Regions from separate parts of the Xenopus laevis genome. Here region 2 is linked to region 1. The links are chromatin contacts, called in public Hi-C maps. All regions are on one chromosome and are shown on one strand. The core of a region is the stretch at or near the end of the contact, and the rest is flanking DNA. Distances in the headings are between cores, read along the strand shown.

What was found. A called contact is a pair of places that touch in the nucleus more often than the background predicts.
Region 2: a Hi-C map of the XTC cell line shows a contact between it and region 1, with 3 times the contacts expected there. The contact joins two enhancer-like sites.

Annotation. Positions count from the first base shown.
Region 1 is chr3L:114,514,363-114,522,168 of Xenopus_laevis_v10.1, forward strand. No RefSeq gene overlaps it. Among protein-coding and RNA genes, the nearest start is that of mesd.L, 8.2 kb to the left of the region's middle. Within about 2 kb of position 3,364, at least 1 of the 7 cell types and tissues checked has an H3K27ac peak or open chromatin away from gene starts, as enhancers often do.
Region 2 is chr3L:114,681,382-114,689,187 of Xenopus_laevis_v10.1, forward strand. No RefSeq gene overlaps it. Among protein-coding and RNA genes, the nearest start is that of abhd17c.L, 4.4 kb to the left of the region's middle. Within about 2 kb of position 4,775, at least 1 of the 7 cell types and tissues checked has an H3K27ac peak or open chromatin away from gene starts, as enhancers often do.

The DNA.
Region 1 (7,806 bases), core at 2,114-4,613:
GCCAATTAACAGACAGAGTTCTGCCTTTTGCTTCCTCACTTCTTCCTGTTACAGTTAGTATTGTAGTATTTCTGGTCAGGTGATCTCTGAGGCAGCACAGATAGAGTCACGAAATGGTGGTTCAAGGCAAGAGATGTAAAAGGGCAATATTTATGTAAATATATATTCCAGTTTGGTAAGATTCTTTAATATGTCATTCAATTTGATATAAACTATCTGTTGCTTAAGTGTTCATTTTGGGGGTATAGTTTTCCTTTAACTCCACTGATTGATATCTGATTTATACAGGTTTTAAAATCCTGTAGGGGGAGGACGGCATTGGTGCATTGCCATGATCCTCACCTGTGGACCATTTAGTATGAGCCCTTGGTACAATCATATCAGCTTTGGTCCATCATGCTGGTGTCCTAGTAGGGCAAAGATCCGCTTGTTTGAAGACAATACATTGAATTTGATTTTTAAGGAACAATTGGGGATGCACGGAATCCTGGATTCTGTTTGGCATTCAGCTGAATTCAAGACTTTTTTTAGGACGAATACAAGTGCTTGGCCGAACCAAAAAAAAATCCTTTAAAAGAGCATCTGTTATTTTCACCTGTGCGCTGGCAATTACTGGTGGCACAAGAGTTTCGAATTCGGTTCAGTAGGATTTGGGAATTCTGCCAAATACTGAATTGGAGGGTTTGTGCATCCCTAGCAACTATATATATATATATATATATATATATATATATATATATATATATATATATATATATATATATATATAATCCACTTCTTTGTTAACCATAAATATAATCCTATTGTCTGACAGATCAGATGCTTCTTTCTGTTCTCTGTGCTGGTCCTTTACTTATTGCCCCCTATTCATTATGAAAACTCCCTATATTCTATAAACCCCTGTACAATGCACTTTTCTGAAATACTTTAATTTGTAAAACTTCTATAGTCTGCTGGTCCAGGTTAGTACATGGCCAGTAGTTAACGTGGGACTGGAGCTTGGGAGCTTGGTGTTAATGTTAATGGCAGTGTAGCACAGCTAGATAGGATAGGGTCCTGTAACTAGAAATTAGGCAGCAGCTGAGTGTTTTCACAGGTAATATCTGTAATGGGGTTGGTCAACAGAGATCTCATGGGGCACATTGGCAGGGTATAAACTGCAGGGCAAGTGGCTCCCTTGATAAAGACTGGTTTTGAGAGGTTCCCATCCAACCCCCAGGTAAAATAAAGTTATATATTATCAAAAAATAAATTTTTGCAGCTTGGAGGTTTTTCAGTTATTTGAAATAAGGATGTTCCTGACCAATAGATAAAAAAATAAGGCAGCTGGAGGATTGACATGTTTCTGAGCTGGACATAGTCGTGCAGATTATTAGCCTATATCAGACGAACAAATGTCCATTCCAATCTTTCAACCTGCAACTAACCATTCAGATTAATAGAAAGTAGTAAAGAGAACAAATCACACGATGCTTGGACCATTAATTGACAGGCAGCAATCGTACGAATGTTGTGTCTAACAAATAGGTCAAGTACAAGATACTGTTTTATTATATCAGAGAAAAATTGCATTATTAAAAGTTTGAATGATTTGATTATAATGGACTCTATGGGGACGGCCTTCTCAAAATTTGGAGCTTTTTGGATAACGGGATTCCGTGGTAACCTGTATGCACCTTTTAGTTTCCATAAAGAGTTCTCTACTTCCTGCTGTTTGCTCTCGGTCTTGGGAAGATTGATCAGTAACCCTAACATTCACATAAGGCTGGGATTCCAAGCTAGCGAGAGACAGAATAGAAAGAAATCTAAAAAGATGCAGGAAATAAAAACAACGATTTTCTGGTGAATTGCTTAGATTCTAAATTACATATCATAGTAGATTTATTCTTTAAAGGAACAGTTCTGTGTAAAAATAAAAACTGGCTAAAAATATAAAGAAAAATGTAGTTACAATACAGTTAGGCAAACATGTAATGTAAAAGATAAGGGCTGGAGTGAACGGATGTCTAATGTAATAGCTAAACACCAACTTCCTGCTTTGCAGCTCTCCCCAGCAAGTGCCACACTTATGTTTCTTGGCTTCTTTGCCAGACTTCAAAACTTAAGACAAACAGAATAAATCTCTTAGTTCAGAGCTTACAGGACGTATTTTCCTTTAACATGCAGGAGCATGAATAATACATGATAAATATCCTTACACACTGTGCTTAGTGGTGTCACTTGAACAGTTCAGGGCTGAAAATCAAAATAGGCCCTGGAATTTCAGGTACACAGAGGCCCATACAGTCCCCCACCAGCCCAATAAATAGCCCACTAATAGTGTCTATGGCATCTTACAGCAGCCCGCTGGCATTTGCCAGACCTCACTGGTTGCCAGTCCAGGCCTACACGTGTGTATGGCTCATTTCAACAAGTGTATTAATCAACACCCCCTATTGTAAGAAGTCACCCCAGAGATCCATGGTCATTGCTCTTCTTCATTAACTTGTAATATACTTATATTTGACAGCTGGATATACACGATTCCTTATATTAAATGACGTGACTCTGTGTATATACTTCACAATGTGAGATGTTTACCTTTTATAGCAACTGCTACTCAAAACTGCTGGATTTTTCTGCTTTGTAAAATTATGAAATGTGTGTGTGTGTGTCCAGCAGAGGGCACTATTGACTAGGGAATCCTTTTGTTTTATGTATTTAAGGAAAACTAAAAGAAAATGTTGCTTTATTTATTTCAAATGACGTGCAGCCATAGTCTCAAAATCCTCACATTTTTGCATCATCCGGTTTCACTCCCTAAAGATGCTCTTAAACTGATGGAAAATCATTATTAAAAATCATTAAGTGAGACAAAAGGAATGCAAGGGATAAGATGGAGCACATACAGATATGATCATCTAAACATAATAAACCCCACACCCATGATTTTATTTAGATCATCTTGAATGTCGATCTTAAATCATTTAACTGTCACCAAACTGATCTGTTAATCTATACCCTTTAAGGCACACAAGCAGAAAAATAAATTTTGGTCTCTAAATACATCAGAGGCCATCATTTTATATATTTTCTAGTTGTCTACCCATGAGAAGTTTTTACACTACTAATATAATGAATTTGAAACAACAGCGCCACCTGCTGTTTACTTTTACCAGCTGGCCAGGACCGTATTTATATATAGGCCCCCGAGGGCCTGTGCCTAGGACGACACAATTTTGGGGCTGGTCGGTTTTATTTAACACCCTCCCCACCCTCAGCCATGGATTTCCATAGGAAATCCAGTGACGGAGCTATGGGGTAGGGAGTCCAAGGAAGACTGCGGAAGTGAAGTCACATGCACGTAGGACGCGACGCCAGCGTGTACAGCATGTGACGTCAGCACGCGCAACGTAGGGCATGTTTAGATCCGATGCCTAGTCCGGACCTAATACAGCCCTGCAACTGCCTGCTGTTGGCAGTAAATTAATTTAGTGAGAAGAGGAGACGCTTGCGATGTTCCTCAGCTTAGAAATTCAGTTAGTGAGCAGAGACGTCCCAAGGCATCTTTCTGGTCAGTTATAAGCAGAGCAACATCACAAGATTCTTTTCTCACAAATATAATTTTGTTCTGTCTGTAGGCAGTTAGGCAAAAATGAACAGTAGTTTTCAAATGTATTATTTCTTCGGTGTAAAAAAAAAATTTAAGTTGCAAAAGCGATTTAAGGAGAGACGTACGGGCAGATTCGGGGAGATTAGTAAAAAGGCGGGAAAGGCAGTTTGGGGAGATTAGTCGCCCCGAAGAAGAGAAGATTTGCCGCCGGGCGACTAATCTCCCAGAATCTGCTGTGTGTCTCTGCCCTAAAGAGAGCTATGAACAATTTTACATGCTGTTTGGAGGTTTATATTTCCTTTAAATCCTTTTTTCAAAATAATCTAGTTGAAAATTAGAACATGATGAATCCATTATCTTGTGTTTAATGTTTCCCCTCGGCCCCTGAACTGTGCTCCCGTAAGATTCAGCCTCTGTTTGCTGCTTCCCTGTAATATGGACTAACGGCAATCTCCCTCTTAAGGGGACAGTAAACCCCCTGGTCAACATTGATTCAGTGAGTCGGGCTTGAGTGCTGATCTTACTTTTTGCCTTTTATTTCTATTCAGAAATATGTTTTTTAGTATTTCATGCTCTAGATCTCAATCCATATTCTCCTTATACAAAGGCAGCATTGGAATGGGGTATACAGGGCCAACTGGATCTACAACTTTGAGGACCCTCCTCCTGATGGCCAGGCCACATCCCCCTTTCCCCCAGCATTGCCCCATGTCCTGCCCCATTTACCTTTTTCCTTTGTTACTTTGATCGGGGAAGAGTGTCTGGGGGGAGCATTTCTAACATCCAGGGGAGCAGGCTTGGGTCAGTGAAGCCCATGAGGTCTGGGGCTCACCAGGTTTTCCCAGTGTTCTGCTGGCCCAGTCTGACCTGGGGCTGCTGGTTTGTTTGACTTTGCTCTTTGGGATCAGGAAATAGAACTTTGGTGACTTTAGTTTTATTCTCATATTTTGCCCTGTTTAGAGCAAGAAATAACAAAAACCATAGATATTTTCTATTTAAAACAAAGACCAAAAAAAGTCCTATTTATTGCACTCATTTAAAAAAAGGGGGTGCACTGTCTCTTTAAGGAGCATATTTATAAAACTATATAAAAACTGAATGAGGCATTGCACACATCAAGTGTAATTTGAAAGGAGTGTAATGGGTGTGAGTGTATGAACAGTGGCTGTAACATCTTGAGTTAAAAAAGGTGTTGGCTTGAAAAGAAATCTGTGTAAATAGTGACATTACTGGCCGCTGCCTTTATGCCAGAATTTCTTCGCTGCCTGAATTTCTCCCATTGACTTGATTGGGTCACGCCAGGTCTGAGCTTGTGTGAAAGGACGGCTAATTACTGAGCCAGCCTGGAGTAAATAAATGACGCACTTTTGTAAATACTCCTAAATTTGCTCTTTGTAGTGAATGATTTCCAGGATTGTAATGAACAGTGTGAATTCCATACGAGTGAACTTTATAAACACACCATTTATTTCTCCCCCATCATTTTAATGGTATGAATCATTTTATACGCCTGAATAAGCCTGCCCTTAAATCATCATCATCATCTCAATCATAAACATAAGCTGGAGCTTTCATATCTTTCCTCCTCATCCTGAAGTTAAGAGAGACCAGTGGGGGCCATGCCTTGACTACTGCCCACAGTCAATGAAGCCCTGGTCATTGAACCAATGTTAAAAAAGGGGGTGTAGAGTCCTTATAACAACTGAATTTTTTATGTTCCTGACTGCTACAGAAACTGTCCCATCTCTCTTAGGCATTGGCTCCACAATAATGTTCTAATTGGAAAGTGATAATTGTTAGCTCTGTGGGGGAGTAACCATCTCCCTACTTGATGTGTGATAGCAGCTGTACTAGTATTATCAGCCCAAAAATGTGCTTCTTGAGCTTTATATAATTATAAGTATTAGGGCAATGGCATGTGAGTGTATAATTCACAGGTGTCTACTGCTGTGCCTTCGTATTATACAACAAACATGAGCCATGTCAATATTCATATGACTTCACTGGATCCCTGGATCTCAAATGATATAGATTTGTCCTAAATGTAAGGATCATAAAGAGGAAATTTTCCATTATACTGTATATCGTCATGTCCAGCTATCAAAATATTATGGAAACAGGTTGTGTTGTTTATAAAAGAAAAAAGATAGAACTACTCCCACAGTTTGCATTATTGGATCTCAAAGAATTTCTTCTTCTGGAAAACAATAACCTACCTTATGCATTTCAGAGTGAATTACTAGATTTTAGCTTTCTTTAGATGCCAGCTACTCGAAAATCAATTTACTTATATTGGATAAGGGGAAAAGCCGCTAAAGCTGCCCATAGATGTAAAGAATTTTAAAAGATCTTTTCGTTATCGTGAGACCACGATTATGTCGAAATGATCGTTTAAAGGTACGATGTGTCCATCAACTAAAAAGACCATTTCAGGTGATATTGCCAGTAAAACTGAAGGGTAGCTGCCTGCTTGGCCCTGCAAACATAGATACATTGCACTGGGACCAATAAAGATTTTTAACCCGGCCGATCAATTTCCTGACAGTTGTCGGACGAAAAATCGTAAGAAGTACGATCGTTCGATTCCCACTAACTTCACAATAATTTGACGGATTGGTCGGATTTCGCTAAAATCGGTCGTTTGGCAAGAAATATCTTTGCGTCTATGGGGACCTTAAGTTGGAGGACCTACTCTTATATCTACACAAGATATCCTTGCTTATCATATCAAATGTCATGCTTAGTGATGTCATGGGTTATAATCTGAGTTTAGTGATGTCATTCCTGTCACATGACTCAATGAAACTTGTGTATTATAATAAATAAAATACCCCCTGCTGCAAAATATGAGGATATTAGAAGTCACCTTGGAGTTCCATGACCTGTGTTTTTATACGGTCATGGAACTTATAATATCTTTATATTTTACAAAAGTGGGTCGTTTATTCACTATATAACCTCTGCCTACATGAGGCTATAAGATACAGGGTAGGTATTCAGTCTTTAAGAAAACAATTCAGACACAGATGGTCAAATTATTTAGAATTCCAGAAGATAACAAAAAACAGTTTATTCATAGGTTCATGGTAGGAGTGGTCTGAAGAAGATGTAACTACTATGTTGATATGTTGATACCTGTTCACAATACTTTTTTTATATTTATCATATTTGAATCCTGGTAAGAAAGTTATTGTGAGATGAGAAAAGAGATATTTGAAAAGAAACAGGTCAAAGGTTTTTCATAGCAAAGTTTGAATATAAAATGTTTATTTTTTTCCTTGAAAATATGCTTAAGTATCTTGTTATACATTCTGCTTGCTTAAGGTAAAATTGATGAAAAGAATTTGAAAAGAGCCATGTAAATTCCTTATCAACGGTGCTTGGTGATGTCATGCGTTATAATTGGTGCTTAGTTAGTTAGTCCCCTGTTGTAAATTATAAGGATATTGGGCTTACTTTGGAGTACAATGGCCTGTAGTGTCGGACTGGTCCAGCGGGACACTGGGAAAAAACCCAGCGGGCCCCAGTCTTCATGGGTCTCATTGACCCAGCTCCACTGCCCGGATTCAGGCCCAGCACCCAGACCATCCGATCTCCCTGATCATAGGTGGAAAGGGAGGTAAAATGTATGGGGACAAACAGAGGTGGGGAGCCAGGCGATTGAAGTCATGCTCGGTGTGCCCCAGTCGGACTCTAATGACCTGTATAAAAGGACTTGAAGCCTAAAGCCTTGTGCCTTCATAGGGGCATGGATCTCCTTGCTGACTAACAATATCTTACAACAGGGGGTACATTATTCTCTATATAAATATGGTAGAGGGAAGATCATGATCATAGCCTAGTAGTTCTATGAATCCATCGCTTCGGTTTTCCGTAGTTTCCTTGTGAAGCAACCCTGCAGCCAAATTACAGAAAGCAACGCTAGTCTTTTGTCACATGATTTGATAGGCAGTGAGTAAGGAGGAGACCAATAATAAAGAGAGGACATACTCCCAATAGATCCAGATGGTTGCCAGGCACAGCAAGTCTTCAGCAGACGAGTTGAAGTAGAAAATGTTATTTCTGCATCACTACATTTTATTAAGGGAAGTAGGTTGTGGGAATATATATACACTATGCCACTATCAATTTGAATAACCAGCATCAAAAAAATTTAATAAAATGATTTTGACCTGAAATAATATTTATTTGTACCCCATACATGGAAAAAAAAT
Region 2 (7,806 bases), core at 3,525-6,024, 170 kb after region 1:
CCTCGCCACTTTAAACTGCCAGCTTCTGACTTCTGCTTTTATAGCCGCACACTCCTCCTCGCCCCACCCCTTTTGTGATGTCATTGGCTGGATGGCGCGGGTCTATAAAAGGAACCCGGACGTTGGGCTCAGACGGGAGGGCAGGTTTGGCTCGGGTTTTACCCGACCCACACCCATCTGCTTTGGAAAGACATTAGAAGGTGAAAAATAAAACTTAGGATTCATTATAAATGGTCATAAATAGAAAATACAAGGTTATTGAAAAACTATTCATTTTTGATGAACTATCAAACTTGGTTGCCCTTTTATTAGACACCAGTGGGATCACCCGACTATAGCTGGGAAGGGTGGGAGCTACAACATGGAGCTGGCCACTGCTCCTGTATAAACTATAACAAACAAGGAAAAGTTGTGCTAATTTTTAAAACCATTAGATGGGGGTGCAATGAGGCTGTGACCACAAAATACATATAGACAAATACAAGAGTCCTCTGCACTCATTCCATTATAATTGAGACATTTTGTGCAAGGGCAACCATGTTTGGGAGTTTTACTTTGAAAGCAGCAAGTAAGTTGCAGGTAAAACTTAGTCCCTTTGTAAAATATAAAATGAAGCAATAGAATTCTTAAAGGGATACTGTCATGGGAAAACATGTTTTTTCCAAAACGCGGTAGTAAAAGAATAAATCGGAGCACTCCCCCTTCTCTCACCTGCACGTGAAGATTCAGCAAACCTGTGTGCTTACACGCAAAGAGCCCCCGGTCCAGGCCAATATCATGTAGAAACAAACCAAAAAGTTGCGGAGCATGTCGGTCACTGAATCTTTAAAATCTTCATTTATTGGAAATCGTTAAAAACATGAATGACAATGACATGTTCCCCTACGCTTGACGCGTTTCGTTGCGTCTCGCCATGCTTCTGAGGAAGTGGCGAGACGCCACGAAACGCATCAAGCGTAGGGGAACATGTCATTGTCATTCATGTTTTTAACGATTTCCAATAAATGAAGATTTTAAAGATTCAGTGACCGACATGCTCCGCAACTTTTTGGTTTTTTTCCAAAACGCATCAGTTAATAGTGCTACTCCAGCAGACTTCTGCACTGAAATCCAATTCTCAAAAGAGCAAACAGATTTTGGATGCCATCAGATGGTCAGCCAAGAGTATGGGGTTAGCAGTTGTGGCTAGAAGATCCCTTTGGCTCAAACACTGGCAAGCTGACAATCCATCCAAACACAATCTGTGTAAACCTCCCTTTCAAGGCCAGTTGCTATTTGGGTCGAAACTTGATGACATCATTTCCAAAGCTTCAGCTGGGAAAAGCTCATTTCTTTCCCAAGACAGAAGAGGGAAAATAAATTTCAGAAATCCCAGGGATAAGCAGTCGTTCCAGGAAAAAAGATTATTCAAAGAGTAGAAAAAAATAAGCATTTCAAAGGAATCTATTTAATACTCTTCTTGAAGGAGAACACTTCAGAAGAATGCAGACCTATTCTAGACCTTCGTATGATAAACTAAATCCTCAATGTCCAGACCTTTCCGGATGGAATCCATCAGAACCATTGCACTAGAGATCCAACAAGGAAACTGGATGGTGAAGATAGATTTAACGATGCCTATCTACATATCCCTGTCATCAAGAAACACCAGAAATTTCTCCGATTCTGCATTCTCAACCAACATTTTCAATTCAGAGCCCTCCCATTCGGACTGTCAACCGCTTCCAGAACTTTTACGAAAGTTTTAGCACTGGTGATCGCTTCCCTAAGGCTTCAAGGTATCCAAATTTACACATACCTAGACGACATCCTTGTGAAAAGTCAAAGTCCTACAGCACTAACCTTTCACATTCAGTTTGTACTGAAGACATTACAAGCACACGGTTGGCTATTAAATCTACAGAAATCCCAACTAGTCCCAACTCAGACACCAAACTATCTAGGAGTAATTTTCAATACAAAGAAGGAAATCATATCTCTTCCAAGACAAACAAACACGTTTTGGACAAACAACTGAAAATCAATAAAACAGTGTCAACAGATGGTAGGGAAGCTTGTTTCCACAATGGATGCAGTCAAATGGGCCATGGGCCACACAAGGATGCTGCAACAAGACTTCCTAGCCCAATGGAACAAAATTGACAACTCTCCACAAACTATAACCTTGTAGTTATCAATTGGTGGATAACCTTAATCAATTGGTTGTACTGCCTACTTTTTTCCCAAATCCTCAAAATGAAGAACAGCTTTTATGGCATAACCTGGATGGTGTCAGGTGTCTCAAATGTTATCTGAAAAGAACAGAAAGTTTCAGAAGTACTACAGCTCTCTTTGTATTCAGGAATCAGAAAAGGGAAAAAAGCTTAAAAAACATCCTATCCAAATGGATCAAAGACTGCATCAGCAGAGCATATTCTCTTGTGCTAAGGCTAGTCTGGAGGCTTTAAGGGCTCATTCCACCAGAGCATTATCAACGTCCTGGGCATTCAGGGCTTAGGTCTCTTCAGAGGAGATCTGCAAAGCAGCTGCTTGGTCTTCAGTCAATACCTTCATCTCTCACTATAAAGTTGATGTGTTCTCAGCTGCCCAGACTAATTTCGGGCATAAAGTTCCGGAGGCTGTTTCAGCTACATAATAAAATCGTTTTTTTTTGCATTATTACTCCCTTATTTATTAAGCTTTGGCATTTCCCTTGAGTGACCACTGCCATGTAAGGATCAGGAAAACAGAAAATTTAAAAACATACTTACCAAAATTTTACTTTCCTGATACGTAACATGGCAGTCCCAGGGTTTTCCTCCAACTCCAACAGTATAATAAAGACGAGGTGGGAGTCTTGGGGGGGGGGGGAGTTTTATTTGCTTGCTACTTCCTGTCCTCGTGTCAATGGGTGTAAACCCTTGAGTGACACTGCCATGTTACGTATCAGGAAAGGAAAATTTCGGTAAGTATGTTTTTAAATTTTCTGTTTTTGTTTAAAGGGTAAGGCATTTTTTATTAGCTGTATGCAAAAATGTCTCAATGTCTTAAATATAATGAAAATGGAGTTCAGAGGACCTCTTTTATTTGTCTATATGTATTTTGTGGTCACAGCCTCATTGCACCCCCGTCTAATGGTTTTAAAAATAAATGGTGAGCACCACTGTTTGTTATAGTTATACAGGAGCAGTGACCAGCTCCATATTGTAGCTCCCACCCTACCCAGCTAGAGTCAGGCAGCGCTGGATTTGCTGGGCGGGCGCCCCGAGGCCGTGCGGTCCTAGCGCCCGCCCGCTCTACCACACGCTGGCGCAAAAGCGCCAGCGTGCGAGCGCCGAAGCACTGGGGAGCACAGGCGGCTGGGCAGCATGCCGCCCCCAAAGATGTGCTGCCCTAGGCCCAGGCCTATGTGGCCTCGCCACAAATCCGGGCCTGGAGTCAGGTGATCCCACTGGTGGCCAATAAAAGGGCAGCCAAGTTTGGGTGTTTTACTTTGAAAGCAGCAAGTAAGTTGCAGGTAAAACTTGGTGCCTTTGTAAAATGTATAATGAAGCAATAGAATTCTTAATGAATCAGATGAAAATTGAGTGTAGGACTGGCCAGATATAGGATTACTTTGACATAGTTGGCCATCTTAAATATATTGCAATATATGGACAAACAATCCCTGTTTTGTTTAAAGGGTAAGGCATTTTTTAGTAGCTGTAGGCACAAAATGTCTCAATGTCTTAAATATTGATAATGAGTTAAGTGCAGAGGACCTATTGTATTTTTCTATACATATGTTAAATGCCTAAGAATAGATGTAAGTGTATATATGATGTAAAAGTAAATAGTACAAATCCTAGCAGTGGGCACAATATTAAACATTGTGTAATAACATGACATACACAGTAAGTAAATACAGTTAGTGAACACTGTTCTTGTGTAAGATACATAAAGTAAATAATGAAAGGAGATTGTGTCACAGTGAACATATTGTAGGCAAACAGCTAACAAACCGTGCTATCTAATGGATATTTTGTTGAATCAAGCAGCATTGCAAGAATAGTTCACAGCAGAAATGCTAGAAACAGAAAGGCACAGACCAGAAAGGGGGATTAGTCTGGACCCCAGGATCTAGGAACCACTAACCAATAATAACCTTAGTTTACATAAGGAATGTCCAAGTTGCAGCCAGTTACCAGTTCTTTGACAACAGTCACTATTCTGCTATAAAATCCTTTTTACATTGTCTGCTTTCTTATTGCTGGGATCACTAACCCTAGCAGTGAGGCAAATTTCTGACGTTTAGAGCTGCAAAATAGAAGGTTAAATGCACTGCAAAAAAAATGAAGGCAAAGTTGCTCATTGCTATCATCTACAACTTTGTAAACATGAGTAGGCTGTAATATAATTTATTATGCTACCTTTTTAACCCTATACTTTACTTATCTAGTTTGAAAAATTGTCCAGTGATTTGTATAAACATTACTACTTGTTTGTTAAAGATACAGAATCCAGAATGTTAAGTAGCCCCTTATTAATTATTATAATTATTTTTATAATTATTATAGCCTTCCTTTTTCTTTTAAAGGAAGTTAAAAGGTATTCAGGTTGACAACATTTAAATCTGAAGAAGGAACGCATATCGTCCAATCAAGAACTAGCATGAATCTGATTGGTTGCTTTGTGATACTACTCCAGTGGAAAATGTAACCTGTTTGGTCAACTTGTCCCCTAAGATATTATGTCTTGGGAGCACACACTGAGCCGGCGCCGTGGCCGGCCAGGTTGCCTAGGGCGCCTGGCTGGGTTGGCCCGCTCTGGCGTAATGTACGTAACAAACAATAACCACGAAGAGCAGCTTGAGATAACAGATAAAGCTCCTGGTGACTGGTGAATTTGTCAGTGAAAAAGAGGACTTTAATATGACTATTTTTTGGAGAGCATACAAATGGCCTGGCCTGTTTTGTGAAGAGTTTAAACTCTGCTGAATGTCATAGAATTAAAAAAAAAACTTAAGGAAAAATCAATTAATTGGAATTTTAACCTTATTTCCACTGACTCAATAATTAATGGAACTGTTTCTATGAACTGCTTATTAAAAAGTGACAACAACTGTTAAGTTGTGATCTAGTTACTTCGTTATATGAGTTATCTCCTACACAAACTTTTCATCAATGGAATGACTAACTATTGGGCCCCACAGCAAGATCATTGGGTCCCTAAACTTTGGGCACCAGACATTTCCATGAACATATATATTACAGATGCTTATCAGTCCCACTGCCCCCTAAAGTTCCAGGGTCTGTTTACTTAATATTTACACAATTGCTTTTTATTAAAATAATTTGTCAGTTTGTGCCAGAGCAGCTGTGGTAAAAAAAAAAAACACATTCATTAAGTTCCACTGTTATCCTAAAAAACTGTTAGAAAATGTTTTACTTAGCACATATAAGGAGCATGGTCAAAAAGTTTCAATACTAATTGTACTCATCATGAGGCCCCAGATAAATAACTTAAGACCGTGAGAATAAATACAAAAGATCCACATAGTTGGAATAAGGTGTCATATTATACAGTGAAAATCATTTTGCTTTAGTATACAAAAAATACCTTTCTCCAGAGGATGGTGATAACATTCTCTGAAAAATACACATACTATTTTTAACCTGCAGTCAAACAGGCAAACAGCTGACAGCCCAACAAACTATTTTACAGGCCGATACATGTTTAAGCTCAAGTTAAGAATCAATGGTATACAGATCACGTGATCTGCAAATATTTTAAAAAATCATGTTGCAGATTGATTTGCTTTGGAATTTCATTATAAGTTTGTTTCTAGCTGATGTTTTGGCGATGAAAACAAGCTTTCCAAAAACATATATTGCAAGTGATAATTAACCGCATAGAGTTCAAGTGTGTTCTTGCCAAAGGGTTTTGTGAGAAGTTCAAATTGATGGACTAATGTGTTTATATCTTCTGAGATTATATAACTGGAGTGTCACGCTTTTGCCTGTTTACCTGCAGAGACCCAATGGAATTCTCCATTGTCAATCGCCCTCTGACCTGCCAGCACTGCTGGGCACTTGCCTTGCAGGGATGTGTAAAATCTGAACACGGAACAAGACAAGCTGAGATAAGACAGAAATAGACTAAATACTGTTGTTATTATTGTTATATGTTATCTGGTAAGAAAATATTGCACAGCACTTTGCAGCAAATGTTTATTGTTGACATCAACTCCTAAAGCATTGGAACTTCCAGTGTCATCTGAAAAATGAGGCGATGAAAACAAAAATAGAGAAAATGTTTGGAGAGATTTTTGGGCCTATTTCTCCCCTAGTTGTTGCCCATATAAACTTAAAAATACGGTAAAATGTTTGCTTAACTTTTTTTTTTTTTTGCCCCTTTCCCCTATATTTCTACTTTTTTCAATTTTACCTGCTGTATATGCCCTACTACACACGTAAAGGAGAAGGAAAGGTTAAAACTAAGTAAGCCTTATCAGAAAGGTCCATCTAAATATACCAGTAAACCCCCAAAGTAGTGCTGCTCTGAGTCCCCTGTCAAAAGAAACACTGCATATATTTCCTTCTATTGTGTACACATGGGCTTCTGTATCAGACTTCCTGCCTTAGTTTAAACCTCATTGCCCTGGGCAAGAGCATGCTCAGTTTGCTCCTCTTCCCCACCCCCCTCCCTTCTCTACTGTAATCTGAGCCCAGAGCAGGGAGAGACTCAGGCAGGAAGTGATGTCACACCATGTTAATACTGCAGCTCCTATCCTTAACAAACAGAGAGTTTCTAGAGCTTTTTACTCAGGTATAGTAAAGCATTCTACAGAATAAATATAGAATTCTAGCTTGCACTATTGCAGCTAATCTATTGGCAATAAAATGCCTCCGTAGCTTTCCTTCTCCTTTCCTTACTGGAGTCAGTAACCTGCATGTATGTGTTTGGACTATGAAAGAAACTCAGAACTCTTGGCAGAAACCCAAACAGGCTTTGGGAAAGTACACAATCCAATACATGTAAATCATTGATAAGAAAAACATTTGTAGCAAATTACAACCAAAATATTGCGAGGGGGATGATTTAAGATCTGCCAATTCGCAGAAACTTTAAAAAAAAGTTACATATCAAATTGTAACACCCCTATGCCTTACATTTAGATAATTTTCAAAGCAATTCTCATTAAAGTATTAGACCTTTAAAGGGATTCTGTCATGATTTTGATGATGTTGTTTTTTATTTCTAGTTTACACTGCAAATAATTCATTCTACCATATACAATTTCATTCCTGAACCAACAAGTGTATTTTTTTAGTTGTAATATTAGTGTGTAGGCAGCCATCTCAGGTCATTTTTCCTGGTCATGTGCTTTCAGAAAGATATGATAAACAGGCATGTTGACCAATGCAATATATGTTTTGCTAAAGAAAGTGTTAATAACTGGGGGAAAATAAATATTGATTAAATCTGCCCCTAAAGGGGTGGTTCATCTTTAAGTTAACTTTTAGTATGTTATAGAATTGCCCATTCTTAGCAACTTTTCAATTGGTCTTAATTTTTTCATTTGTATAGTTTTTCATTTGCCTTTTTCATCCAAATCTTTCAAGCTATCAAAAGGGTGTCTGACCCCATCCAAAAACAAATGCTCTGTAAGGCTAAAAATTTTTTGTGATTGCTACTTTTTAATACTCGTCTTTCTATTCAGACCCTCTCCTATTCATATTCCAGTCTCTTATTCAAATCAATGCATAGTTACTGGGATAATTTGGACCCTAGCAACCAGATAGCTGAAATTGCGAACTGGAGAGCTGCTGAATAAAAAGTTAAATA